3 separate regions of the Sus scrofa genome follow, and all the other regions are linked to region 3. Evidence: chromatin contacts called from public HiChIP or PLAC-seq data. All regions are on one chromosome and are shown on one strand. The core of a region is the stretch at or near the end of the contact, and the rest is flanking DNA. Distances in the headings are between cores, read along the strand shown. Region 1 overlaps XYLT1 (xylosyltransferase 1). Region 2 holds the start of XYLT1 (xylosyltransferase 1). Region 3 overlaps XYLT1 (xylosyltransferase 1).

Evidence for each region. HiChIP or PLAC-seq counts read pairs in DNA pulled down with a chosen protein or histone mark.
Region 1: an H3K27ac HiChIP or PLAC-seq map of skeletal muscle shows a contact between it and region 3. The contact joins two enhancer-like sites. A contact is called at or near these places in 3 of 47 Hi-C or Micro-C datasets (psoas muscle and skeletal muscle) and 1 of 2 datasets of contacts at active chromatin or transcription factors (skeletal muscle).
Region 2: a contact with region 3 is called in an H3K27ac HiChIP or PLAC-seq map of alveolar macrophages. The contact joins the promoter of XYLT1 here to the enhancer-like site in region 3. A contact is called at or near these places in 1 of 5 promoter capture datasets (fetal skeletal muscle), 7 of 47 Hi-C or Micro-C datasets (blood, embryonic fibroblasts, fetal heart ventricle and 2 more) and 2 of 2 datasets of contacts at active chromatin or transcription factors (alveolar macrophages and skeletal muscle).

What each region holds. Positions count from the first base shown.
Region 1 is chr3:27,457,938-27,462,381 of Sscrofa11.1, reverse strand. All of the region lies in intron 1 of XYLT1 (xylosyltransferase 1), which reads left to right. Among named protein-coding and RNA genes, the nearest start is that of XYLT1, 32 kb to the left of the region's middle. Within about 2 kb of position 2,096, at least 4 of the 83 cell types and tissues checked have an H3K27ac peak or open chromatin away from gene starts, as enhancers often do. A contact at or near this core is called in skeletal muscle, where this site is marked.
Region 2 is chr3:27,489,753-27,494,118 of Sscrofa11.1, reverse strand. XYLT1 (xylosyltransferase 1) reads left to right here and starts at 1,490. Exons shown (of 12, transcript XM_021086555.1): 1 at 1,490-1,909. The coding sequence starts at 1,556.
Region 3 is chr3:27,369,873-27,374,388 of Sscrofa11.1, reverse strand. The region is part of intron 2 of XYLT1 (xylosyltransferase 1); the gene reads left to right. Among named protein-coding and RNA genes, the nearest start is that of XYLT1, 120 kb to the left of the region's middle. Within about 2 kb of position 1,873, at least 37 of the 83 cell types and tissues checked have an H3K27ac peak or open chromatin away from gene starts, as enhancers often do. A contact at or near this core is called in alveolar macrophages, embryonic fibroblasts, skeletal muscle and 1 more, where this site is marked.

The sequences.
Region 1 (4,444 bases), core at 847-3,346, 88 kb before region 3:
CTTTTCTCTCTTTTTTTTTTTTTCTTTTTAGGACTGCACCCAGGCACATGTAGGTTCCCAGGCTAGGGGGCTAATGGGAGCTGCAGCTACAGGCGTACACCACAGCCACAGCAATGGCAGATCCGAGCCATTTCTGCAACCTACACTGCAGCTCACGGCACCACCGGGTCCTTAACCCACTGAGCTGAGCAGGGCCATGGATCGACCCTGCATCCTCATGGATGCTAGTTGGGCTCATTACCCCTGAGCCACAACAGGAACTCCGGAACTTGGCTTTCCTGGATCCCTTGCCTTTGCCTTCAATTCCTTTGTGATACTGACTCCCACACCCACCGGAGATATTCAGCCTGGGTTATCTCAGATCAAAGCAGAGAGCCAGGAGGAGATTACATAAGGAAGCTCAGATTTTATTGGGCAACTGTGTGCCATAGGCCATACTCAGAATTTTCAAATAAAAACATATTGAACCTTTGCATTGACACAGTTGTGTCACCATCGGCAGATGAGACTCTGTTTCTGCTTTCCCAAGGTGCCATAGCTAGGGAGGGGCACAGGTGGGACTGGAATCCAGGTCTGTGTGTCCCTAAGGCCCGTGGTCTTACTACTCTCCTGCATAATTAAGGTTGAAGAATTGACAAAGAACTGAGACAGATAACTAAGAATACGGTTATACTGACTATAACCCGAAATGGATATGGATCCTCATTCAGACAGTCATCCCCATTTATAATTTGTTGACTTGTATGAGTTGATAAAATAGCAAACATTTGACAGCAGTGTGTATTTCCATGTTGAAAATTGTTCTCAGGAAAGTCTTTGTTCTCTGCCTTTTGTATTAATTGGCCCTGGGATGGTGAAGTGCAGATTCATCTAAGGCCTTCAGATGGACGACCTAGTTTTGGCTCTAGAATTGCCAAGCATCCTCTCACCCACCCTCGTCTTCATAGTACAAAGAAATTTACCGTTTATATGTTTAGACCCGTGCATCCCACAACATAGGATGTGTTCTGTTAGCGGTATTCAAATCCATCGTATGTGGCACTGTGTTCATTACCTAATGTGCATAAATTACACCTTAGACTTAGTGGCTTCAAACAGTGGATGTGTATCATCTCAGTTTCTGTGGGTCAGGGATCTAGAAGCAGCTTAACTGAGTGTTCTGATCCAGGGTCTCTCTTGAACCTCATTTTCTAAATTTTTCTCAGTGAACATGTATTACTTTAATTAGAAAAGATAACGAAAGTTATCCATTCATTCTGCATTTGAGCTGGTGGCTAGAGCTGTGGTCTCATCCAAAGGCTCATCCGAGGGGAAGATCCACTTGCCAGCTCGCTCACAGGGTTGTCAGCAAGCCTTTGGTTTCTCACAGGCTGTTGGACTGAAGGCCGTGGTTTCTTGCTGGTGTTGAGCTGGAGGCCTTTTTTGGTTCTTCACCATAGGGCAGCTCATAATATGGTAGGTGGATTCCCCCAGAATCAGTGATCCAAGAAGGAGAACTGTAGGAAAAGGAGCACCAAAAATGGGAGCTGTGGTCCTTGTGAAACTGAACTTCGGGCATAAAATACCATCACTTCTGCCATATTCCGTTCATTTACGTGAGGCGCTAAATCCAGCTCACCCTTAAGGGAAGGAATTTGCAGAAGAGAATGACTAGTCCCGTCCAGAAGAGAGGCAAACCAGTGCTCAGCCCCTTTGCTGCAAGTATTGCCGAGCATGATTTGGCCCTGGGGAGATGGTGCTGGAATCTAGGAAAGTGAATTTCACACTTATTTTTAAAACTGGCCAGATTTACATTCCTTCATACTTCCGAAAGGCCCCCACCCCCAAGAACAGTTTTCTATAATTGGTGCGCGGAGAGAGACACTTTGAAGGAGTGGTCTGATTCCCCCTTTCCCTCTCGTTTCTTTATCTGGATAACTGCTGTGTGAAAAGTAGGGTGTTGGTCTTGTTGGACCTGGTGACATTTTTTTCCAGGGCGACACTCCAAGAGAGATACAATTCCAAGTGTTGCAATGTGGACAAGGGTGCATGCCAAGCAGATGTGGGTGACATTGGCTTAACGTGGGACCGTTTCCTGGAGCGGTCCCAACACACATTTGGTACAGATAAAGATCGCTTGTCCCCAGATGCCTTCTTGGTTTCCTTCGAGCCAAATGTGATTGGAGACAGAGGATGTTGGGCTTGAAAAGTGTGTATCTGTGGCCATGTGTGGGGGCTCAGCCCAGGGAAATGCCAGTAAAGTGGGAAGCAGGCAGCTTGTACCCCGCATAGGCCCAGATGGTCCCGGCCGTCTTGCCTTCCTGAGATGTTGGGATTTTGGCAAGCATTTTTTTTTTTTTTTTTTTAAATCCTTGACATCATCTTTGGTGTAGTTTGTGGCACAGTGTTGTAAATGTGACCCAGGGACTGAGTCACATGACCGGTAGTCCCATGACCTGCATTCAGGGCCTGGCTTCACTGGGTTTGCCTCTCTGTAAAATGGGACCTGTAATACTTGCCTGTCAGAGAAGGGTCTTATGCGGATTAAATGAGATAGTGCAGTGGGATCGTTGAGCCTGGGTCTGGCAACCAGGATGTACACAAAAGAGCCAGTTATCATTATTGTTGTTATTCTGATCAGCCGTCTCACGTGGCCTTCTAGACCGTTCTCTCTGGGAAGCACAAGCGTTAGAGAAGGGAGTATGTCTTCATTTCCCCGTGTGACCTGAGCAGTTATATAAAACCCCATGCTCCTATATTATGAGCTTAACAGAAATGCTAATTTTACAAAGAGGCAAGCGCCAGTGGAGACTTAAATTGTGCTTCTGAGCTGTTACGTAATTCTTCAGCACATCTCATTTAATCATAGTATATTGAGGCCATGCCTTAGTTCTGTTGTCATTTGAATAGATGCCTTTCTGGATTCCTACCTCTAACTCCAACAAATTCCTCAGGGTACCTTTCTGCTTTCCATTTTTATAGAATGACCTTGTTCCCAGCCCATAGCTTAAAAGCTGGGAGTGATTGCAGTAGCTTTAAATAAGATGATCAAATGCAGTTGAGCAGGCCTTGGCTGAGCCCCTAGTATGTGCCAGCTGCCATGTCTCTAGGCTGGTGATACCAATGTCAGAGCCACGGTGAACTTTCTGAAAGGCCAAAGGGCATTGTGGTTGCCAGCAGGGACCCTGGAGCCAGGCAGCTGTGGTTCAGATCCCTCCTCCTCCTCCTGTCTGTGTGACCTTGGGCAAGTCCCTTCACCTCTCTGAGCCCTGATTGCCTCGGCTCTAAGATGAAGATATTAATAGTACCTGCCCACCTTTAGTTGGCCGTAAATGAAGTCCTATGTTTCATGCTTGCTTTGGTACCTAAGCATCATGCGCAGCTTCTGTCCCCAGCCACTCACAGGCAAGTGAGACAGGAAGAAAAAGAAGCAGATGAGAGATTTGAGAAGATGAAGCCCTGGAGAGAGGGTGCTGGGTGTTTGGTACTCTGGATTCCCTCTGGCCACCTGTTGGTCTTATCTGGAGAAGCCATGCTGTCTCGGCTGTGCCATTGGTTGTTGGCCACCAACTCTCTCCCCTGGCCCCACATCTGCTGTCTGCGTGTCCTTCCCCAGACCATCATCTCTGGCGGGCGGGCGTGCTCTGTGCGGCTCCTGCCTGAACGTCAGCCCCTCGCCTAGAGCCTGGTGTAAGGCAGGAACTTGGCAAATATTTTTTGGAATGGGTCCATGACAGTTCCCGACATTTTCTTTTTCCTCATCAGGAACAGTTTACCTGCACAGGCTCTGAGGCCAAACTTAGATGTAACCAAAGGCGCAGCTGCCATCCGACAGAGGCAGCCTGAAATAGCCCCTGGGCCCCTCGTCATGGGTATTTCTTCATTTACTGCAGCTGCCGTTGCATTTTCGTAAAGCTTGCTTGTGTGATAGAATGAAGTGACAAGGGGCTGGGCTGCCAGGCTCCGTGGATGGGGGGGTGCTGCCTGGGGAAGAGAGGGTCCCAGAGGGTCAGGTGGCACTCCTTTAGCTTCTCCTGGCTTTCTGAGGTGGTCCCATCACCAACCACCTCCCTCGCCTTTCTGCTCTTGAGCCAACTGATGTGAAAATCAGTGTGATCGGACAGCTCTGCCTGTGCTTCCAGCATGGGTCCTGGGAGGATGGAAAGGGCCCCTCACCCGGTAATGCTTCAGCCTGGTGGACCCCCCGTGTGTCACATGCCACGCTGGACCCCTGAGCTGCCTACTCCAGGGGCCTCTTAGCGGCGTCCCTGCCTGGCCACCTGTAAGGTAAATGGCCTGTCCAGCCCCCCGGAGGGCCGGCTAGGAAAGGAAACCAGCGTATGTGCATCGGATGCAAGGTCTGGTAGCCTGGGTACCCACGCACCGGGCACCGTCTCAGCATCCCTCTTAGTTACGAGTGCGGGCACGTCGTGGGGGCTGCTCATTCCATTTTCTCCCTCAGGGT
Region 2 (4,366 bases), core at 241-2,740, 120 kb before region 3:
TTTAAAATTAGGATGAGGTTTAAAAGCACAGTGGTCAAGATGCAAAGCACTCACCCTGAGTCTCCGATGCATAAGCTGAGGATTTGATCTGCTATTGTATTCTGAGTGTTATGTCCTGTCTGGGACACCTACTCCCTCTATCAGCTCACCATGTGCTCAGGGCTGCTGGGCAAGAGGACACTGGGAGGGAAAGACTAGAAAGACTGAGTCAGAGAAGGCTGGTGATGAAATTTGAGTCCGTTGGGGTTGCCAGCTTAAACCCTCATTGAGAGAGGAAGCTCAGGCCCAGGGAGGAGTTCTCCCTGCTCAAGGTCACCGGACAGTCCAGTCCAGTCCAGCCTCCAGTTTAGGAGGCAAGACCAGTTCTCCCAGGAGCTGAGCCCTTTGCGGGCAGGCAGGCAGGCTTCAGGTCGGAGGTGAAGCAGGACCTAGTGGAAGACTGGGGCAAGACTTTGGGGCTTGCAGCATGTGAAGGATGAGAAACTCCACTGGGTCTCTCCCTTTTCCCACTAGGGCACGTGCTCGCCAACTGGATTTGGAAGTCTCCTGACCCGTTTGTCCTCAGGGATCAAAGAAATGACTCAATGAAGCACTTAGGACATCATTGGCACTAGGGGGTGGGGTATGATTCAGGAGTCATCACTCACGGATTCTTATTTGTGGCCTCCTCCCTGCCCCTTCAAGCCAGGGATCTCGGGATTCAGGGATCCACCGCTTGAGACCCTTCCCTGGCTCTGACACTCCAGACACTTTTTTCGCGTCTCCACCTGCCAAGCAGTCTCTGTGCCCAAAGAAGACACCTGGACCGCAACTCCGGGGCGGGGAGGCGGCTCCACTCAGCTGCCTCGTGCTTGCCTCCCACATGGAAGGCAGGATCTCAGGACCCCTGGAGCTTCCGACCTCCCCTTGATCCTGCGCGGGCCCACCCTCACCCGAAGCTCCTCAGGCTTTTCTGCCCCTGCCCGGCCTTCTCTGCTGCGGGGACTGTCCCCCTCTCCCCCACCCACTCCGGCTCGCGTCCGGGCGGGTGTCGGTCCCCTCCGCTCGCCCCCACCCCCTTCCTCTCCCTCCTGCTTTTTCCTCCGTCGCTCCGCCCCCACGCCCCGCCCCTCTCCGCCGGGGCCCGCGTCCCCCCAGCCCATTCCCCATCCCGCGAGACCCCCTCCCTCAGAAGGGGGTGTGGGGAGGGGGAGCCCCGCGGCCTAGGCCCCCGCCCTCCCCGCGCGCCCCGCCCGAGCGCGCGCGCCCGCCGCCCCCCTCCGCGGCCTCCGGCTCCCCGCCTCCCCGCCTTCCCCTCCTCCTGGTGACGTCCGGGTCCCTGCCCGTCTGAAAACTCCGCGCCGCGGCGGTGGAGGCGGCGGCGGCGGCGGCGGCGGCAGCGGCGGCGGCGGCGGCGGCGGCGGAGGAGGAGCACCGGCGAGCCGAGGAGGCGGCGGCGGCGGCGGCCCGAGCGGGAGCCCAAGCGGCAGCGGCGGCCGCGGGAGCCGCGGGGAGCGCGGGGGCGGCCCGGAGCGCCCGGGGTCCCCGCGCCCCGCTCGCCCGCCGCGCTCCGAAGATGGTGGCGGCGCCGTGCGCCCGGAGGCTGGCCCGGCGTTCGCACTCGGCGCTGCTCGCGGCGCTCACCGTGCTGCTACTGCAGACGCTGGTCGTGTGGAATTTCAGCAGCCTAGACTCCGGGGCCGGGGAGCGCCGCGGGGGCGCAGCGGCTGGCGGCGCGGAGCAGCCGCCCCCGGCCCCGGCCCCGCGCCGAGAGCGCCGGGACCTGCCCGCCGAGCCAGCTGCAGCCCGAGGAGGAGGAGGCGGCGGCGGCGGAGGACGGGGGCCCCCGGCGCGGGCGCGGGGAGGCGGCCCCGGAGCACCCCGCGTGCAGCAGCTGGCCAGCCGGGGGGCACTGGCCTCGCGGGCGCTGGTAAGATGCCCTTTGGGCTCGCGTCCCGGAGGGAAGGAGGGAGATAGGCGGTTGCGACCCCGCGCCCCCCAGCCCTTGAACCTCGCTCAGGAGACTGGGACTCCCCAAGCCTTCTGGCTCCACATCGCTTTCCCCTGGAAACCAGGATGGGGGTCCCAGCTCAGGCTCACGGGCCGAGGGCTGCCCCCTTGGGGTCTGGGGAAGTTATCTCCGGAGGAGGTGCTTTGGGGGGTTACCAGAGCCTGGCTGGGTTCCTGTCTCCCGTCACTCTCCCTCGGCGCCCCGACTTGCTCTGTGCATATGGGTGTTGGTGCCTCCCTCCCGGTCTGAGAGAGTGGCCGTGCCCGGGACCTTCAGCCGCTGCCTGGGCGGTGGTGCTCACTGCATCGCTTGGGTTTTGGCCGAGCTGGGATGTATACCCCTCGGTCCTCTGCTTGCTGCCTAGTTGTCTTTGCCTGGCCTGAGAGGAGGTCCGAGATCAGTGCCCCAAGTCCTCAGTCGTGCCCTGGAATCCAGATTCAGTTTTGGGTGCCTGGTCTTACTCTGGGTCTCCTGTCTAACATCCCTGGATGCCTGAGACGCATGTCTGCCTCTTCCACGTCTAACCTTGCCCTCTCCTCCGCCCTCTCTGACTTTCCTCGCCCTGCGCTCCGGTGTCAGGGCATGGCCGCAATCTGGGTGTTTGTGTCTGGCCCTCTGTCTTGAGTATGGCTAATTCCTGTCACCAGCTGTGTGGCCGATCACAGCATCACGACTTAAGCTCCTGTGGGTTTACTTTGCCCTCCTTGGGTGTGAACAGCACAGACTCTGAAACTGTGCCTTCCGCAGATCTTCTGGGGCCATCTGAGTGGCTTCCTTCCCTGTCCCCAACTTCTCCAGGGTGCCTTTCACACCTTCTGTGGGCCTGGCTTAGCCCACTCTGCTCGGAGCTCGCAGGGTACGTCCCCAGTCTCCACACCCTGTGGGCGTGAGTGTCTGTCTTGAGGGAGAACGATGTGCTGAGTGTCTGTCTGTTATTTTCATCTTCCTGCCTGCCTAACAGAACTTCTCTGGGGCCTTGGGGACATTATACACCAGGGCGTAGTTTGAGGATCTTGGGCCGTGAATGCACATCTCTGTCGTCTGTCACTTCGGGAGCCCTCACTGAAGGCTGCCTGCTGCATCCGAAGACAGAGCATGATGCTCTTTGCTCTGCTAAACTTCTTTGGAGTCGAGGTGACTGTCTTTGCCAAAGCCTGGCTCTTTGGTGACTGTCGGCTGAGCCAGGGCAAGATGTGAGGCGATGGCATCTCGCGTTGCTGGCTGATCTGTGTGGGTAGCAGGGAGATGTCTTTTCTCCATTTGCGAATGGGAGAGTGGAGTGAGGTTCCTGATAGAGGACCAGAACATTCGGAGTGTCTCTTATTTATAGCAGAGAGTACTCTCAGACACTGCCTTTGAACTCCGGGAGTGAATAGTGATGTGTTTGGGCAGAAACGCAATTAGAAGTTCTTTCTGGATCCCAGAGCCCTAAGGGGAGGTGGTGTGGGAGGGGGTTCAGGACGTGCACCGTGAGCCCACAGAACGAACCCACGAGGATGGACACGGAGGTGTGGGGCTGTGCATCTGGGGTCCAGACAGCCCTTAGGAGATGCCTTTTCAGTGCACATCCCACCTGTTGAAATGAGTGGAGAGTAGGGAGGAGGCCCTGTTGGCTGCTTTCCTCCTGGGCCTCTGACATTTTGAGACTTTCGTCCACACCTGCTCTTTGCACGTTCAGTGCTGTGTCTCCCTCTCTCATCCCCCAGCCCAGATGCACAGAAGTTTGCAGTTGGGAAGGGAGGTGGGAACGTGGCATTTTTCCTTTTTTATTCCTTTTGGAATGCCAGTTCCAGCCACGGAGTTGCTCTGCTTTTCGGAAACTGCTTTCCCTGCAAGTTCAGTGACGGTGCCCCTACACACATCTCCCAGGGTCTCCATTTCTTCTGATAGATACATATATTTCTTTTTGCCTTTTTTTCTGCACTCCTCCCATCTTCGTGGTTGTCTTCCATGCTGTTGTTCACTGCGGTCTCTCCTGGATTTGAACTTTTTCTGTCTGTCTCCTCTCTCTTCCTGTCCCCAACTCATACCCTCATGCCTGGCCAGATCCTAAAATCACAGCACAGACATGCCCTGTGGAGCGGGGGTCTGTCCCCCTCTAGCTTCAGCCACCCAGCCCCTGCCCTTCCATGGAGCTCAAACAGACCAGAAGGGGGCAGGCTGTTCCCAAAGTCCGGTGTCACCGGAGCTGAGGTTGCAGGCGAGGAGAGGACCAGACCATTTGGCAGGCCAGGGAGGCCCTCAGAACATGTGGTTTGTCTGCTGACCCTGCCAAGGCTGCCAGCCCGTGATGCTTTGGAGGGAGATTCGGGAGTGGAACATTAAAACAAAAAAAATTCCCCGTAATTTTCCAGATGGCTCTCGTAAAGAGCTGGC
Region 3 (4,516 bases), core at 624-3,123:
TGGCTTGCCACTTGCCCTGAGACCTGCCACCTGCCGGCTGATGTCCCCATACCTCAGTGTCTCTGAAAAACACCAGGGCACCAGCAGTAGCCCCAGGGTGTTAAAATGCCTTAACCAGCAGAACCATGCATGGCTGGGAGTATGGATTGTCCCCTTACAGTCCTGGGTTCGAGTCCTGGCCTCTTCACTTACTGAATGTATCCCTTTCAACACGTGTTTCAGCCTCCTGGGACTCAGTGTCCCCCCTGGTTAAAGCAGCTGTGACGACGACGGCCTCCTCAGGGATCTTTAGAGAAGGAGGTGAGGACACCTCATCGTCACTTATAAAAACTAACCTCAGCCTGCTTTCTCTTTTGTGTGCGGGGTGAGGACTCCAGGCTCCTTGCGTGTTCCCAGCCCATGCCCTGGTCAGGGTGAAGACGCCAAGAGGTCCCTTTGCAGGGATTGGTTGTCCTGTTTCTGGAACATTCTCCCTTCTCTATTTGGATGGCTGGTTCCCTCTTTGCAGAGAGGGAAGTAACATTGGTTAAAATGCCAGCATGTATTTGGCTGCTGAGCCTGGTGCCTGAGTCCTGTGAGTGGGCCGGGTGGGCTATTTGCCTGCATACAGGGCAGGGGTAGCTGTGTTGTCACCACAGGAGCAAAGGCCAGGCCCACTGGGACTCTGGGCTGTCGGCAGACTGACAGAGGCAGGCATGGTTCTTCTAATGAAGAAGCATCTTCTTGAGGTGAGGGTGTGTTCCAACACAGCCTGGCAGTGCAACCGCACCCGGTTGGCTGTCCCCATACAGCTTCCTCAAACAGCCGGCTGCCAACCAGCAGTAGCCCCAGGGCGGCGGGCGGGGCCAGGTCTCATCAATTCTTCTGGCTCCAGCCTGCAGGCCCCCCGCCCTCTTTTTTTGTCTTTTTAGGGCCACCCCCGAGGCATATGGAGGTTCCCAGGTTAAGGGTCTCATCGGAGGTGTAGCTGCCGTCCTACACTAGAGCCACAGCAACGCAGGATCTGTGCCGAGTCTGCAGCCTACACCACAGCCGGATCCTTAACCCACTGAGCGAGGCCAGGGATCGAACCTGCGTCCTCATGGATACCAGTCAGATTTGTTTCTGCTGCGCGATATTGGGAACTCCGTGCATGCACCTTTTAGAGGTCTCCCTTCCCCAGGGTGGCCCCCTTCACCCTGCTCATCCACCAGGTTTGCTCAGCCAAGGCACTCCTGCCATTTGGGACTGGATCCCTTGTCATTGTGGGGGCTGTCCTATGAGGGTGACCTGGTCTCTCCCTACCAGATGCCAGTGGCACCACCGCCTCCCCAGTTGGAACCACCCCAGATATTTCCAGACACAGCCAGTGTCCCCTAGCGACACGCTGACCCCAGTTGAGAACCCCTAGCCTGACCCGGTGTGGTTCGCAGGGACTGTGATGAAACGGTGCTGGGAGGGTTAGGTCAAGTCCACTGCTTGCGGAAACCCCCTCCCCCCTTGCCGCCACCACCCTCAATCTCGTTGGATTTTAAGTCTTTGCGCTCAAGGGACTTCATATGGGCCAGGGTCATAAACAAATTAGCACATGCTAATTTGAGTGTGGGTCAGATGAGGTAGAAAGGAAAATGCGAATGTTCCAGCAAACACTGAGGCACAGAAAGATAAAGGGCCCTGGGCTGGAGACCCCCAACCCCAGCTCTGAACCCTGGGTGCGTTACTTTTAGCTCAAGTGCCTGGTGGGGAGAGGGCCGCCTTTCAGGCGGGGCTCGTGAAGCCGGCAAGCGCGGGGTTGGCACATTCGCTGTGGTTTGGCTGTCTCAGGAGGGTGTGGGCTTGTCTGACACCCGGAAATAGTCTGTGGCTTTGGGACTGACTCTGTAACGTGTTCAGACCGGCTGGTTTCCCTCCCTGGTTACTGAGCTGACACTGTGCTGCAGTCACATCAGCTGCTCTTGTCTCCCTGGGCTCCATGAAAGGGGCCTATGTGCGGAGTGTTGGCTTATGACAAGCGGGCCGCTGTGTGCCCCTGGACATTGCTTGTTTCTGTGTTAGTTTATCATTGAGAGTTTCTCCACCCTGTTCCCGGTGGCTGGAAACATCTTTGTTCTTAATTTTTGCTCCTTTATTTATATTTTTGAATTTTCCTTCTGGGACTTGAGGTCTTTTTCTGGATTTGTTTTTCATCGTTGCTCTGATCAATAGTATATTGTGTTCTCCTCTTATTATGTTATCAAATAGTTCATTCAATGAATATTTGTTGAGGGCCTGCTCTGTGCCAGATACTGTTTTAGGGGCTAGAGATACAGCAGCGAACAAGGCAGACCCTCCTGCCGTCGCATTCTCTCTTTCTAGCCAGATGGTAAATGAGAGATGTGTGTTTACATGTTACATCAGGTGGGGGCAAGTGCTACGGAGGGAAGTTAGGCAGGAGAGGGGTGGGCCAGGCCTGGTCAGTTGAGGAGGGGTTGCCCTTTGACATTGGCGGGGCTGTGCGAAAATGAGGCCATGTTTGAGTAGAGACCTGAAGAGCGCGGGTGGGCAAGGAACAGGGAGCAGCCAGTGCAAAGGCCCTGAGGTAGGAGGTGCTCGGCATGTGGTTGCATCATAGAAACCAGTGTGGCTAACGCAAGAAAGAATAAGTGTGTGTGCTGGGGGGATGTGGGACCAGATCATTAGGATCTTGTTAAACCAGAAAGGACTTTTGCCTGTACTCCCTGCTGGGAAGCCTCTGAAGGAACTTGAGCAGAGGCGTGACATGGCCTGACTTTAAAATTGGGATTGGTTGTAGTCCTGCTGAAACTGCACTGTCGCTGGTCAAGGGCAGGCCCAGGAAGATGAGCAAGGAGGTGGCTGTTGCAGTAGCCAGGGCAGTGCAGCGGTGGCTTGGACCAGAGTGTTCACAGTGGAGGAGGGCAAGAGAAGAGGTTCGATTGTGGATTCTGCCGAGAGCAGAGCCGACTGGATTTACTGTAGGTGGGAAGCATATGAAGTAATACAAGCACATGATAAAAGATAAATCAAATAATACAAGTGAGTAGCAAGGGAAAAGTAAATCCTTATACTCCTTTTTCCAGTCTTCAGAGGCAACTGTTATTAGCAGTTTTCTTACTTCTCCTTCTAGTAGTTTCTTTGCATATTACTGTGTGTGAGGGGAGGCATTTTGTCTCAATGAAAAAGAATCTAAAGAAACGTATTTTAGGAGTTGCTGTCATAGCTCAGCAGTAACGAACCTGACTAGCATCCATGAGGACTCAGGTTCGATCCTTGGCCTCGCTCAGTGGGTTAAGGATCTGATGTTGCTATGAGCTGTGGTGTAGGTCACAGACAAGGCTCAGATCCTATGTGGCTGTGACTGTGGTGTAGGCTGGCAGCTGTAGCTCTAATTCGTCCCCTGGAAACTTCCATATGCCCAGGGGTGGCCCTAAAAAGACAAAAAAAAAAAAAAAAAAAGGAAAAAAGAAACATATTTTATAATAACTGACTGTTCCTCTCTGTATCTTAGATGTCGATTTCTGTCAGCAGCTATCACTCTTCCTCATTGTTTTTAACTGCCTTCTATTTTCTCCAGTGCTCAGCCTGGTGTCTGGTTTGTAGTAACTATTCAATAAATATTCATTGAATGGGAGTTCTGGTCATGGCTCAGCATTTAATGAACCTGACTAGTATCCATGAGGACACAGGTTTGATTCTTGGCCTTGCTCAGTGGGTTAAGGATCCAGCATTGCCGTGAGCTGTGGTGTAGGTCACAGACGTGGCTTGGATCCTGTGTGGCTGTGGTGTAGGCCGGCAGCTAGAGCTCTGATTCAACCCCTAGCCTGGGAACTTCCATATGCAGCAGATGCAGCCCTAAAAAGACTAAAAAAAAAAAAAAAAAAAAAAAAAAATCATTGAATGAATTAAATACTCCATCATCTATTTAACTGATTTCTTACTAGTGGACATTTAGATTGTTTCTCTCTCTCTCTCTCTGTGTGTGTTCCCTGTCCTTTTTTGTTTGTTTTTTTTGTTGTTGCTTTTTAGGGCCACACCTGTGGCATATGGAGGTTCCCAGGCTAGGGGTTGAATCAGAGACACAGCTGCAGGTCTACACCACAGCCACAGCAACGCCAAATCCTTAACCCACTGAGCAAGGGCAGGGATCAAACCTGTTTCCTCATGGGTCCTAGTTCGATTCGTTTCCGCTGCGCCACAGCGGGGACCCCTCTGTCCCCTATGTTAATGCTGCCATCCCTGTACACAGATCTTTCCACAGCTGCGTGTGTGTGTCTGGGGGGTGAATGCTTACACTGGGGATGACGGGCTCAGAGGGGGTGTGTGTGTTAGGTTTTGACAGGCCTGGCGGAACCTTCCTATTCAGAGGTTTCTTCACATTGCCTATCACAGCGATTTCCCGTTTCCCCTCTCAAAGCTCTGATGATTATCAATCTGTGTAATCTCTGTCAACCTGACGGGTAAAAACAGTACTTGCTGTTTGGATTTGCATTTTAGAGATGAGCGGGTGGGAGCATTTTGTAACCGTCGTATCTGTTGACGA